Linked DNA regions of Arachis hypogaea: region 1 is linked to region 2. A link is a contact called in public Hi-C data. All regions are on one chromosome and are shown on one strand. Each heading gives the region's core, a stretch centred on a gene start, on an enhancer-like site or on the middle of the called end of the contact. The rest is flanking DNA. Distances are from core to core; before and after follow the strand shown. Region 1 overlaps LOC112738176 (pectinesterase). Region 2 holds the start of LOC112738174 (LEAF RUST 10 DISEASE-RESISTANCE LOCUS RECEPTOR-LIKE PROTEIN KINASE-like 2.4).

Region 1 (7,537 bases), core at 4,359-6,858, 110 kb before region 2:
AACGGTTTCATTGAATTCAACTTGAATTCTCACCTAAACTTGTTCCCAACCATGCTGTCCAACTTCTCCAAATTGCTCAGCAACTCCTTGTCCATGTTAGGATTTGGTTGAATTAGTCCCACATTGCTTAGGATAGCAAATGGAGTGGGTGGCCTAGGCTATAAATATGAGGCTAAGTTCTCCATTTGTTTTTGCACCAGTCAGAAACACTTTAAGCTTGTATCTGATTTTTCTTTTCCTCTGTACTCTTTGATTAGAGAGTGTTGTGAGGTGTAGTTAGATATTTGCTTTGAAAGAGTGTGGGTGTACTGGGGTGCCGGTGAGAGAAAGAAGTCTATGTGTTGTAACAATTTTCACATAGTGATATTCTCTGGTTGTCATTTGACAACGGCCGTGGTTTTTTCTCCGGTAATTGGAGTTTCCACGTTAAATTCTTGTGTTGTGATTGTGTCTATTTTATTTCTCTGTCAAAGGTGTTTTCTCAAGGGGGAATTGTGTCTTATTCCCAACAAGTGGTATCAGAGCTTCGGTTCGGTGGGATTTATTCTTAGTATGCTCTGTGGTTGCAGCCTAGTCTGACCTTCCACATCAGAAAAGAATTTTGTCCTGTGGCTTGAGGTTGATCTTTGGTTGCTGTTGTTGTTGCTGGAAGGCAGTGTGACACTGTGAGAGTGCAGTTTGGAAAAGGTTCTGGCTAAGGAAAGACTTGGTATTTAAGTGTGTCCATTGTGACCCACCTCTCTTTCCTGGGGACCCTTCCTAGTGCACGGTCTACAGTTGAGTTATAATATTCCAGTATACGGTTGCAACAATGTCAGGATATTCAAGTGCTGTGAAGCTTGAAATAGAGAAATTTGATGGAAGAATCAATTTTGGCTTGTGGCAAGTACAAGTCAAGGATGTGTTGATACAATCAGGTTTGCACAAGGCGTTGAAGGAGAAGATCTCTGGTTGCTCTCTCTATGAGAGAAGATGATGTTCTCTAGAAGACAAGAAGTATCCTCATGGTATTACCGCACTGCCATGGATAAGGATAAGTTGTGGCAATCGGGTCCACAATTGCACACGGGCATTGGTTGGCGTTGAGATGCAAGGTGTGTGGCGGAGTTAGGTCGATGGCTGAAGAACTTCCAGGAAAAGCCAATTTGGAAGTTGCACCATGAATTTTCAGCAAGGTTTCGATCTGTACCAAGGCGAAATTCTTGGAGTGGTCTAATTCCAAGTGAGTATACTTTCATGGTGGAGTATGATAGTTCTCTGAACTATGATTGTCGGTATAGACAATGGCAGCAAAGAATTGTCGGTGTTGACAATGGAAGCTGAAGATGTGTGACTATTTCAATCAAGGTGGAGATTGTTAGGATTTGGTTGAATTAGTCCCACATTGCTTAGGATAGCAAATGGAGTGGGTGGCCTAGGCTATAAATATGAGGCTAAGTTCTCCATTTGTTTTTGCACCAGTCAGAAACACTTTAAGCTTGTATCTGATTTTTCTTTTCCTCTGTACTCTTTGATTAGAGAGTGTTGTGAGGTGTAGTTAGATATTTGCTTTGAAAGAGTGTGGGTGTACTGGGGTGCCGGTGAGAGAAAGAAGTCTATGTGTTGTAACAATTTTCACATAGTGATATTCTCTGGTTGTCATTTGACAACGGCCGTGGTTTTTTCTCCGGTAATTGGAGTTTCCACGTTAAATTCTTGTGTTGTGATTGTGTCTATTTTATTTCTCTGTCAAAGGTGTTTTCTCAAGGGGGAATTGTGTCTTATTCCCAACAGTCCATCACCAAGGCCGTGTCCATGTTAGAAGCGGAGCAAGAAGTCAGAGGAAGGAGGAGGTTATTGCTTTCATCATCATCAAATCATAACAAACACGGACATGGCTTCCCTGAATGGCTATCGGTTTCCGATAGGAGGCTTCTTCAGGCGGCGACACCACCAAAGGGTGACGTGGTGGTGGCGCAAGACGGGAGTGGGAACTACAAGACGATAACGGAGGGAGTGGCGGCCGCCGCTAGGATTGGGGGAGGAAGGAGGGTTGTGGTGCACGTGAAAGCAGGAGTTTACAAAGAGAATGTTGATATCAAGAAGACAGTGAAGAACATAATGATAGTTGGAGATGGAATTGACGCTACCGTTGTCACTGCTGACGGTAACGCACAAGATGGATCCACCACTTTCCGTTCAGCTACATTTGGTAACTCTTCATATTCATATTATTATTATTATTATTATTATTATTATCTTACCATGCACACGTTACAATAAAATATTATAATAATGATGAACCAATTCAAAGATAAGCGTACCCCTGGACGCCGGAAAAGGACATGCACTGTCACTGGCGGTACTCATTTCTGTACAACAAAGTGATACGGATCATCAATAATCAATTCATCATCATTTTCCTTTTCCTATTCGCATGTCATTTTACAACATCTCATCACTATTATTGCTACTTTTCTTCCAACCTCTAACTTTTTATACTCCTACTACTGCATACTAAATTATTTTTATTATATACTAATATCATTTATAGCCTTTCATTAATATTAATTTCTTAATTATCATATAATTAATATAATATATTTTCTTAACACTACTGTGTTTTCAAACTTAAAAGAATCTTAAAAAATATTTTAATATGAACCTTATTAATATCACATAAAAAAATTTGGTAACAATTTTTATGTAATTATTTTTATGTAAAATTAAAAATTAAAAATTATTAAATAATTTAATTAAATTTTTATTTAATAAATTTTGTCTATTGAGTTTACATAAAGATCGATATATGCACATTTTTACCAGAATATTTTCAAGTGTTTTATAAAGCCTAAGCCACGTTGGTAAATACGGTATTTTTCATATTCCATGGATTAATTAAGAAACAGATAATGAATTAATTATACCTAAAAAAACTTATGGACTAAATTAATTAAGGAAATTAAATAATTATAAACGACATAAAAGAAAAGAAAATCAAATAATTATTAACGAAAATTGTTATAAAGATGGTGGTGTGATATTTAATTTGTTTGTGGCAGGGGTTTCCGGTGACGGGTTCATAGCGCGGGACATAACCTTTGAGAACACGGCGGGTCCACAGAAGCACCAGGCCGTAGCTCTCCGGTCTGGCTCCGACCACTCCGTCTTCTACCGCTGCAGCTTCAAGGGCTACCAAGACACCTTATACGCCTACGCCCAGCGCCAATTCTACCGCGACTGCGACGTGTACGGCACCGTGGACTTCATCTTCGGCGACGCCGCCTGCGTCCTCCAAAACTGCAACATCTACGTCCGAAGACCCATGGGCAACCAGGACATCACCGTCACCGCCCAAGGTAGAACCGATCCCAACGAGAACACCGGCATCGTGATCCACAACAGCCGCATAACTGCTGCCGGCGACATGAGATCCGTTCAGGGCTCCTTCAAGACCTTCCTCGGGCGTCCATGGCAGAAGTACTCAAGAACCGTGATCATGAAGAGCGGCCTAGACGGCTTGATTAACTCGGCCGGTTGGAAACCATGGAGTGGAAGCTTTGCTCTCAGCACACTCTATTATGGTGAGTACATGAACACTGGTCCTGGTGCTAACACTGCTGGTAGGGTTCACTGGCCTGGCTTTCATGTTATTAGTAGTCCCTCTGAGGCTGTCAAGTTTTCTGTTGGTGATTTCTTGGCTGGTGGTTCATGGATTCCCGGCACTGGTGTCCCCTTTGATGCAGGTTTGTAAATCATTTCAAAATATTATCATAAGGTGAAAACTCAGGTACAATCAATGAAATTTATTACCCTTGAATTTTCACCTTATCATAATTTCATTTAGTATCCATACGTATTTCTACTCAACCACTATTTCTTGTACTCATCTATCCTTCATTTTTTTGTTATTATAAAATATAACGCCGAAAAAAGAAAAAGGCGATTTATTTTCTAATAATGAGTTTGAATGAAATAAGATGTGTACATTAGAAACTAAAAAGCAATCAAGGTTGTAAAATATACAGGGTAGGGAACCAGTATATTGTCACGTAGTTTGTGTTGGGTGTTAATTTGCCTTGTATAGACACGGGACAAAAAAGATGCTGTACTTGGTTTTTATGTCTACTACTATTTCCATTGCCTTCACGGTACTGTATGTAATAGTTTGTGCAATTTGTAAAATCCATGTGTATAAGGATTTATAGATATAGATAGATAGATATATAGATATATTATAGTGTCACGTATATAGTTTCAATAAAGTTGTAAAAAGGCATCAAGCCCTTGCTGATTTGTTACGATAATATAAATTAATTGGTTCCATATGTAGAGATGTCAAGTCGTTTCCTGTTTTCTCATCAATTGGAAGGGTTTGTTAAAATTCCTGCATAAGGACCCACAAGCATGCACAAAATGGATAATGACGGACAGATAGAAATTAAAATATTGATGTAAACTGTAAAGAATAAATAAAGTAGTTCTCCTTCTAGAAAACAAACAAGCTAATTAATTAAAATGACGTGCCGTAACACTGCCCATTTTTTTCCTTTTTGTTTTCTGAAGTAGTCAAATCGAGTATTAGGAAAAATTAGAAGCGAAGAGTACACTTAAAAGAAATTACAAGATAACACAAGTAAACATCACGAACCTACATGTAATGTAATAATCAATAAGAAAGAAGTATAGGAAATTAATTTTTAATTAATTACTATCAATCATTTTTATTATAAAATTATTCTTAATTTTCTTAGATAATTTAATTAGGATTTAGAGTTATAATTAAAATTAAAATTAAAAATTAAAAATTAAAAAATTAATTGACGTTGACTTAAAAAAATGGACTAAAAAAATATTTTAGACTTATGTGAGAATGCTTTATGATGAATCCTAGCGTGGCACTAATCAAACATATGTATGTCCCTAGCCATAATTCTTAACTATGCATCTCATAACAAATTAAGTAAATCTTACTGATCATCAATCTTATTTTTATATTTTCTAATACTTACTATAACTATTAAAATTAATTATAAAATGTAATTAATTTTCTAAAATTGACAAATACTTTTTGGCCTTCAATTCATATTCCTATTTTCTTTCCTTCCCATGAAAGATATGACAACTGTGTTCATTTATTTTTGGCATCAAATAATGAGTATACATGGTTCAGTTTTAATTAATTAGATTTAACAGAATACAATTAGCTAGCTATCAAGATTGTGGCCCTCTTTAATTAATGTTAAATATTTGTATTAGGAAAAGTCTAGGAGGTTTGGCCAGTATGTAATTAGCAAAATAAAAATGAATAATCATACACTGTTGGATGAAATCTCATACCATTAAAAACATCATTGATAGTTATTTGATGACTACAAATCACAAAAGTTACTGCCTCCTAGCAATTAGTAGGAAGTTAGATAGATTAATGATGATAAATAAAGATGAAAATAAATAAAAGTGTTATTGGGTCTACAGGTGCATTCTGTTATTTCTGTTGTTCATAATTTTCATTCTCTACTTAGCAGAATTTTAGCCAAAAATGCTGAACGAGGATGAGATAGAGTGATAGATTATTGAATGGTTCAAAATTCACATGTCATTCATATATGCATATAGTCAAGTCTTTTATATTGTCCTGTTAAGCCGCCTTGCACCAAGTTATAAGGTATAGCATATTCTCATTATAATACACACATATGATAATGGAAATTAAAAAGCATAAGATAATGAAGGAACGTGATAAAGATGTTTAGAACTTAACCTCGCAAAATGGCCCACTACCTTCTCTCCAATCAACTACTCTATAAACAAGAAAATAACATCTCCATTTAATATTAGAAATCAACATTGAACCAACCCGGCACGACGAAAAAATTTGAAGTAATGAAGGTTTATATTCACCTTTAAATTATCATGTAAATTAAGTTAATATATACAAAACTTTTTTAAATTAACTAATTGATGTAGTTCAATTATATATTCGACTAAGATGAGAAAACAATAATATTGCATTACGCGGCCTATAAAAAGCAAGAACATTTTCTTTTTTAACATAATCAGATAATCCTTGAATCGAAACAATCTACCATTGCAAAAATTTTGGCTAGGTTAGGTAGATTTTCTCACTCTGATAAAGATATCTTATATGTAAATTTATTCGAGCTTTATTTTTTTTTCATTCAAATACAATAATTTTTTTAAATTAGTAATTTTTTTTTATTTTTTATAATTTTTTAATTTGGTCAAAAAATTAAAAATTAATCTATTATAAATTTAAATTTTATTTAAAAATTTGTTATTAATCAATAAATTATTACTGTATACATAAAAAAAATATGATTCTAAAAAAAATTATAATTCTGTTACATTATCAACAAAAATTTTATTAATTTCTGTTAACTTTTATTTATAATTATGTTAAATAAAAATATTTTTATAAATATATCTTTTGAATGTATTTTTTATATATATGTTTAAAATATAATAATTAATTATTAATAATAAATTAGTAGATAGTATATATTAGTAGTCAATACTTTTTCAAAGTATTATAAAACATGTATGAATTGTGCAGAATAATTTACTAACTAACGTTGACAACTGATAGTGAATAATATTCATAGACAATATTATTTGCACTCAATAGTTAAACACCATCACCGAATACCTCAGTTTACGTTGTATTCTATTGGTTGATTAATTATTATTATATTGTGGGATCCAGCTCAACTTTTACGTTTGTCGTTTTCGTGGATGTTGCTTTATTAAGGGTCCATTTGAAAAATTTTAAAAGTAATTTTTTTTATGAAAAGTAGTAGTATTAATGTCTAATGTAATTTTTAAAATCAAATTATAATTTTTTAAGAAGTTATTTAGGAGTTTATAGAGAAGTAAAAAAAATAATTTTTTTTATAATACTTCTATTTTTTATCATATTTCTATAAAATAAATATTTCTAGAATTAAAAATCTAAATACAAAATAATTTATTTATAAATTATTTTTAATAGAATTATTTATTGTTTAAGTTATTTTATTAAAAAAAACTTAATTAAGTTAGTTACCCAAACTGTACCTAATACACTTTGTTAAAAAGACGTTTATCATTCATATTGTATTATCGGCTTATTATTTATTTGATTACTAAAATATAGTTTGGCAAATCACTGAAATCAGAGACTCTTACACATCTTCATCATAATAAAAGTGAGCTTTATTAATGATTATTTTATTTAAATTATAAGACAGACCATATTATTTATATAAATTTTGACGTGTAAATATTTAAAATAACATATATACTTGTATTTATTATATAAAATTTTTATCAGTAAATTAATTATTTGTATATATACAACGATATTTTTATTTTATTTTTTGATGTGACGTATTTTTTTTACAAATTCTATCTAAAAAGTATAATTGTACGTGATTTTGGAGAGTATATGAAAAGAATCCTTAAATTAGACGCAAATTTATAAAAAGTTGGATATGATGCTTGAAAACTATGGGACATGTCTTATATATATAGGGGCCAAATGATCGTACTTGTTGAA
Region 2 (7,513 bases), core at 2,710-5,209:
TTATTCATTAATCGACGTATATTTTAAGATGAATTATGCAATTATGGTAACTCCATCCTTAAAAGAGTGTTATCATTTTATGGTTGTTCTGAGAGCTTGTAACCTTTTTCTCTTAGTGATATTATTATACTCATTATTGTGTAGATAAATTATAGGATTCAATTTCACTTCTCACGCTCAAAAGAAAATGACGAGAAAATGCGAAATGGTCGATCCTAAAACAAATACCGGATTGTCTGATGTGACCAAGAAACGGAATCATCCACTGCTCCATAGGATCTTTGTATTCAATCAATTTCATTATGAACGGCATTGACAAGGTTTGTTTGAAACATTTGCAATGGGATACTCTAAAAATGTAAAGATAAAACAAAGTTTGATTGATCTACACTCAACCATTTTCAACTCCATCATCTAAATATAACGTACATATTTATAAGATTTTCAGGTACAAATGAGTACTACAAAATAAGCATCTCATTCTATTATTCTGTATACTACATGATATACAGAATCAAAGGCACACCAAGAAAACCTGTAGCTTTTAGTTTTATTAGCAACATCTTTTGTTGTTGGAAACATTGAACATGCAACTTGTGCAGCACAGAAACGTTGGATTTATCAACAACTATCCCCTGACAATGATGCAGTGGAAAAGTCTGTTGCGGATCTTGGAGGAGATGACATAGTTGGTTTTGGTGGCATTTCCATAGACTCCATGCTACCTTCCAACATGTCAATCACTCTGCTTATGGTTGGTCTTTGAGAGGGAATTGTCTGAATGCACCACAAACCCACCATAATCATTTTCTTCGCCAACTCATTTTCTTCTGTGCTCATCACCCCATCAAGCCCCAAATCACTCCCAACCTCAAGCTTCTTGTAAATCACCAATTGTGGAAAGTATATCTCGCTCGAGCGACTCGCTTCAACATTCGCATTCTTCTGCCCTCCAACCATTTCTAGCAGCATCATTCCGTAGCTATAAACATCAGATTTATGAGATACACCTCCGAAACTCTTGTTGCACATCTCCGGAGCCACATATCCAACTGTGCCTCTAGCATATGACATTGACATAATGCTCTCATCCTTTGTGCCGAGTTTAGCTAGTCCAAAATCTGATATTTTTGGACGATAATTTTCGTCCAAAAGAATATTATGAGGCTTAATATCAAAATGCACAATCTTAGTGTTGCATCCTTTGTGCAAGTACTCCAATCCTTTAGCTATTCCGATTGCAATCTGGTACAACTTGTCCCAACTCAGGGCCGGAGTGCTTTGATCGGCCTTTTTGTGAACAAATTTTTCGAGAGAACCATTAGGCATGAATTCATAGACGAGAGCTTTTCTGCTTCCTTCGAGGCAAAATCCGACAAGAGTGACAACATTAACATGAGATGTTTTGCTAATGCTGGCAACTTCATTGACGAATTCTTCGCCGTTATTCCTTTTGGAGTCATTGAGCATCTTTACAGCCACAGAGGAACCATTGGGTAATTTTCCCTTGTAAACAGAACCATAACCTCCTTCTCCGAGTTTGACTTTGAAGGAGTTGGTCATTTTCTTCACGTCAGAGAAATTATATCTTTTTATACCAAGTGGACCTTGGCTTTCTAGAAAGGCTTCTATATTTCGATCATGCTTATTCATCAATCCTAATTGATTCTTTATGAACTTCCACACCTTAGCTTTATTGCGGCATATGATCACAGCAATCAGAGGTAGTCCAATTCCAGTTCCTAGGAAACCTGTCAGTACAATTCAGCATCAGCAAATCTAATTCCAAACTTGATTCATATTATTAGGTAACAAATTTATTTGAAAAAACTTGTACCTAAAACTAGCTTCAAGACTTTGTGCTTCGAACTACCTGCCAAGAGGGGGGAAAATTAATCATAATTAGATGAGTAGTGTGGAGAAGTGATTGTCAAATGGGAAAATATTTCACTTTTTGAGTTTTACAACTTTAGATATAAAAAAAGTAGAGAATGTTACAGCTACTTTCCTTAAAAAGAAATATTCAATGCTAAATAAAGCATGCGTTACACGATATCTGCTGATAGTATCCGTCACACCACAGCATCATGTAGGATGCATTAAATTACGGAGAAAGGTAGTGACAAGTCAACAACTGTGGGGAACTAGGTGACAATTTAGACATGTTAAATTTGTTCCTATGTGACAATGTCAATCATCTTTATTATTTTAATATCTCTTTCACTAATTAAGCTAATTGGCAATGTTTATCCCATCAGATTTATTATTTCACAGCTGCAGAGAGTATGCATTTTTATAAACACGGAAAATAGGGGCATTGTTAGGTGGGAACGTCTTTAAGTCAATTTTAATACGCTAGAAAAAAGGTATGTGCTATAATTTAAGAGTATCTTAAGGAGCAATCATTGCAATGGAGAATTGGAGATCCCATTTATATGTAACCAAATCCATCTCTGTTCTCATGACACACATGCTATATTAATTTATTTAGTACAGTAGAGAGGTTAGACACCTAAGTCAATGTGAACACAAGAAAATTAGTCATAGTTGGTTTTTCGATACTAGTAGTGATGGTGCTCTTCTGCTTTTAGCTTTTGGTATAAGATTATAATATAGGGAATAAAAAGACCATTTGGTAATTGGATTTTATTTATTATTATTGTTAGATGAATTTTGACTCTCTTTCTGTTGTTTTTGGACTACGATTGGCATAACTCCGATCCCATTGCATTCCTCTTCACACATTTGAACTTAATCCAAAGGCTAATTGAGAAGTCCCTTAAGACTAATTATTATAAAAAATCAAGATAATTATACATTTGTGTTGTAGAGTTTAGATAAATGTTTATTTTTTTTAATTTTTACAATATTTTCAATCAAATAAGTTATGTACTAATTTGTCATGAATCTGAATTTTATTTAAGAATTTATGATGGTTAATAAATTGTTTTATAATCCATATATAAGACAGAATTATTTAAATTTCTAATACTTATTTAAGCCGATAAGTGAACTCATTGCTAATTCATCCAAACTTAGATAAACTTAAATGGTAAATTTGCAAGAGAAAATTAAAAGAGAACATACTTTTATGAGAAGAACAAGCAGAAGCATGAGTTCCAGTGGGGCAATAACATGAAAACTGAGAGGAATCAGTTTCGTTATTGGTGCCACATACTCCTCCAGATTCCGTGCATGTTTTGCACTTTGAAGACAAGTCTGCATCATACTGAACATCAAACCCTTCATCCAATGCTCCCTTGAGATTATTCCCTACAGAACCTGAAACTTGCACTTGAACACTAACCCCACAGTTCCGAAACTGCTGAGCCTGAGTTCCATTGACAGCATAGAAACCACGTTTGCTGCTATCATTCTGGCACGTAAAATTGTTGGTGTAATGACTCCCAGATGGACAATCGTAGAATATAGTGATATTGTGAAGAGTGTTTGGGAGAAAATGAAAGGGACTTCCATTGAGAGAAGTGTTGGTGAGGTTGGAAGAACAGCGATCATAGACAAAGTCTGTTCTGACGAGTCTCATGGTACTCTGAGTTTGGTTTATGGCAAGTACATGGAACTTTTGCAAACCAATTTGAAGTGAAGTAGTGTTGTTGGTGCAGGTGAGTTTGAAACCATTGGTTCCACAAAACTGGGGTCTGTTCCCTCCCCAGAAAGGGTACGATGCGTTGGTGATGCGTGTTCCGCAGCTGAATGGTTTGCTGCAAATGGAGTATGAGGTGTCATTGTTTTCAGAGTAGGATTGCTGCAGAGTTATAAAGAAGAAGAAAAAGAAAACAAGAATGGTGTTACTCATGATTCTATGCAGAGAATGAAACAAGGTTATGGTCTTATGGAGATGGAGGAGCTCTTATTAGTTATTATTACTGTTGAGGAGCTCTTATTAATAAATAATAATGACTCGGAGAAGCTAATAAAGAGAGTTTCTTAGTTGTTTCACTTTCAGGGAATAGAGGAAAACAACAAATTAATCACGCGAAAAATTTGGACTTGGACTTTGGCTAGACTTTTCTTGGAAGCGGCGGGCTACTACATAATATTTTATAGAAAAATCGTTAAAAGTTTTATTTACTTAAAATTTCTTTAGTCCATACCGTTTAAATTTTATTCATTTAAATAACTAACGTATATAAATAAATTGAATTGGATTAGTAGTTAGTTTATTAGTCTATTTAAATAAGTATTAAGAATTTAAATTCTATTTTATGTATAAAATAACTAATTACGACTAATGATAAATTCTTAAATAAAATTTTTAATGACAAATTAATTTTTCACATGTTAGATTGGGGAGATACTGTGGAAAAAAAAATCTAAAGCATATATAATATTATATATTGTGTAGACTAAAGTGATTAGTGATAAGCGTGTTCATTTGAAAATTCTAGGAGGAGAAGATAAGAGAGCGATAGATTCATGTTTGGTTAAACAAGATCGATGGCATAGTGCTGAAATGAAACCCATGATTCAAGACTTTTTGGACGTAAAAGGAGTAGCTTGAAAGTGAAATTTCATCGGAGCCAGGTGTACCAAGACTATTATACTAAACGTTTTTATATTTTTAAATAGGGTTAAGTACTGAAATCGTCCCTAAGGTCTGGGGTGAAAATCAAAATCGTCCCCACCCTTTTTTTGTTATTAAAATCATCCCCAACGTTACAAAATGTTATAAAATCGTCCTTTTGTCCATAAATAAAATTTTTCGGACAATTTTGCCCTTATACAAAAATTAAAAAGTTTCTCCCCCTTCACCACTAACCTCTGTATTATCATCAACCCTCTGCATTATCATCATCACCACCATCGCTACACCATAACCACCAACAATCCAGCAACACCAACAGCAACAATCAAAATCAAATCAACAAAAATTTTAAATTAAACAATTCATCAATCATTAACTATAATTTCAGATCCAAAATTAACAACAACATAATTAAAAAATTTTAAAAAAGAAGTACAGGATGAACAAGAACCCACCACCACCACCACCATTATCATCATGGTCATCATCATCATCATCATCATCATCATCATCATCATCAGAATAACAAGAAACCAGAAACCACAAGAAACCACAACAAATCAGAAACCAGAAACCACAAGAAACCAGAAACCACAAGAAATCAGAAACCAGAAACCGGCGAGGAGCAGCGGTGGCGGCGGCAGCGAAGAGCGGCGGCGTCCGTGAAACCCTTCGCGTTCCCGAAACCCTTCCCCCTCTTCTTCCCGAAACCCTCCCTCCCCCCTCTTCTCCCTTCGCGTTCCCTTCCCCCTTTCCCTGAGGAGCAGAGCGGCGGCGGCAGCGAAGAGAGTAATGAAGACCAGTGGCGGTGGCGAGGAGAGTTCCCCTTCCCCCTCTTCTTCCCGAAACCCTCCCTCCCCCCTCTTCTCCCTTCGCGTTCCCTTCCCCCTTTCCCCGAGAAGCAGAGCGGCGGCGGTAATGAAGACCGGTGGCGGCGGCGAGGAGATGATTATTCATCTGCTTCTCACGTTCCATGAATAGAAGAAGAAGAAGAAGAAGAAGAAGAAGAAGAAGAAGAAGAAGAAGAAGAAGAAAGTGGTGGTGCAGGGCGGCAAGGCGGCGACAAGGCGGTGCGATGGTGCGGCGGTGGTGCGGTGGTGCCCTTCCCTTCCCCCTCCCCCCTGCCCCCTTTTTCTCCCCCCCCCTTTCTTTCTTTCTCTTCACACCCCACCCCCCGTTCTCTGTATCTCTATCCTTTCTTTACTTTCTTTTTTATTTATTTTTTATTTATTTTATTTTATAATTATATTTATTTTATTTTATAATTTTTTTAATGAGGGGTAGTTTGGTAATAAAAAAAATAAAATTGGTAAAAAGGATGATTTTAAAACGTTTTTGAATGTTGAGGATGATTTTAATAACGAAAAAAGGTCGGAGACGATTTTGATTTTGACCCCAGACCTTAGGGACGATTTCAGTACTTAACCCTTTTAAATATTAATGATTAAAAATAATAAATTCTGATTATTTTTAAACATTCCTCTTCTTAAATTAAAATAGTAGAATTTATGTATAATAAAAATAAATCTAATGATGATTAAATTCTCTCTCTATTATTTTATTAATTTTTTTTATTTTAAAAGATTTATATTCATTAAAAAATAATAAAAATAATATAAATAAACAATTTAGTACTATTTCAAAATTTAAAATTGTTTTAATATTTAAATTATTTGTAGAATATATGACTAACATAATTTATTTATTAATCTGTTTGTGACATATATATATAAAATAAAGATTGCTATTTATATTTTGATAATGTCATTTTATTTTTAAAAAACTTATGTAAGCATACAATATGTAATACCCTCACTATTAGAATGTCACGCTTTCTACTGCGTTACTCTGATAATAAGAGGTATTACGACGACTTCATGTACTTAATAATAAAATATGAGCTCTTGACTTGAAACTGTGTCACTGTTTTTTTTTTTATTGAAAAATCGGAAAAAATATTTTTACAATAAAATAAACAAGCATATACATAAACAAAACTCCTTACCCAAGTGACTTATACATGTTATATACATACAAATCATATAACTCCTATCCCTCCTACATAATTATAAAATTAATGGCGAGGGAAGAATAAATAATAACTGAACTAATACATCCATATCGCATAAGCTAAACTTAAAAATTTTTCATAAGCTTCTTCGTCCGTTTCCTGAAAAGAAAGTCTATAGGAGAGTGAGAACATTGTTCTCGAAAGGGTTCTTAGTAGAGGATTTTTAAGAATTATTGTAAGAAGCTATTATAGTTAATTAAAAACTATTTTCAAAACATAATGATTATCAATTTGTTATTCAAATCTAAAATTCGAATAACGGCGACGAAGGCGCGACAATGGCTCCAGTGGCAGCTCCCTCACAAGCTCTCTCTCTCTCTACCCAATATCTCTCTCTCTCTCTCTCTCATCGTCAGTATTGGTGGCAGCAGCGGGACGGATTTGACGGCGAGGCGTGGTGGCGCGGCGGCAACGCTCTTCCTCCCTTCTCCTCTCTCCTTCCTTCTCGTTCTCCCTTTCTTCCCTCTGCTCTTTCCCGTTCTCTCTTTTCTCTTTCTTTCTTCAGCGTCTTTGTGTGTGTGTGAGTGGTGTTATATGTGTGTGTGGATGGTGTTACGCGTGTGTGTATATGGAAAAGATGGGGTGTGACGGTGGTGAGGCGGTGGCTAGGGATTAATGGGTTCAATTTGGGGATTAGGGTTTTGTGTATGAAGTTGGAGATTTTGGGCAATTTAGTAATTTTAATAAAATTAAAGGGTAATATAGTAATTAAAAACTAATTTTGAATCCAATAGTAATATTTATACAATTATCATTTAATTATCAATTTACAAATTATTTTCAACTCAATACTCTAATTCAATATTTTGAGATAATCATATTAGTTTTTTTTTAATTATAAAATAGAGCTAAAAATCTATTATTCAAATTAAAGCATATAAAATTCTTATTATTAT

What was found. A called contact is a pair of places that touch in the nucleus more often than the background predicts.
Region 1: a contact with region 2 is called in a Hi-C map of leaf, with 4 times the contacts expected there. The contact joins the enhancer-like site here to the promoter of LOC112738174 in region 2. A contact is called at or near these places in 4 of 8 Hi-C or Micro-C datasets (all in leaf).

Annotation. Positions count from the first base shown.
Region 1 is chr13:39,915,257-39,922,793 of arahy.Tifrunner.gnm2.J5K5, reverse strand. It overlaps LOC112738176 (pectinesterase), which reads left to right. Exons shown (of 2, transcript XM_029291578.2): 1 at 1-2,191; 2 at 3,042-4,307. The coding sequence starts at 1,795. The coding sequence ends at 3,733. Among protein-coding and RNA genes, the nearest start is that of LOC112738176, 4.5 kb to the left of the region's middle. Within about 2 kb of position 5,608, at least 1 of the 3 cell types and tissues checked has open chromatin away from gene starts, as enhancers often do.
Region 2 is chr13:39,804,967-39,812,479 of arahy.Tifrunner.gnm2.J5K5, reverse strand. LOC112738174 (LEAF RUST 10 DISEASE-RESISTANCE LOCUS RECEPTOR-LIKE PROTEIN KINASE-like 2.4) reads right to left here and starts at 3,959. Exons shown (of 3, transcript XM_025788504.3): 1 at 3,088-3,959; 2 at 1,838-1,873; 3 at 243-1,751. The coding sequence starts at 3,817. The coding sequence ends at 622.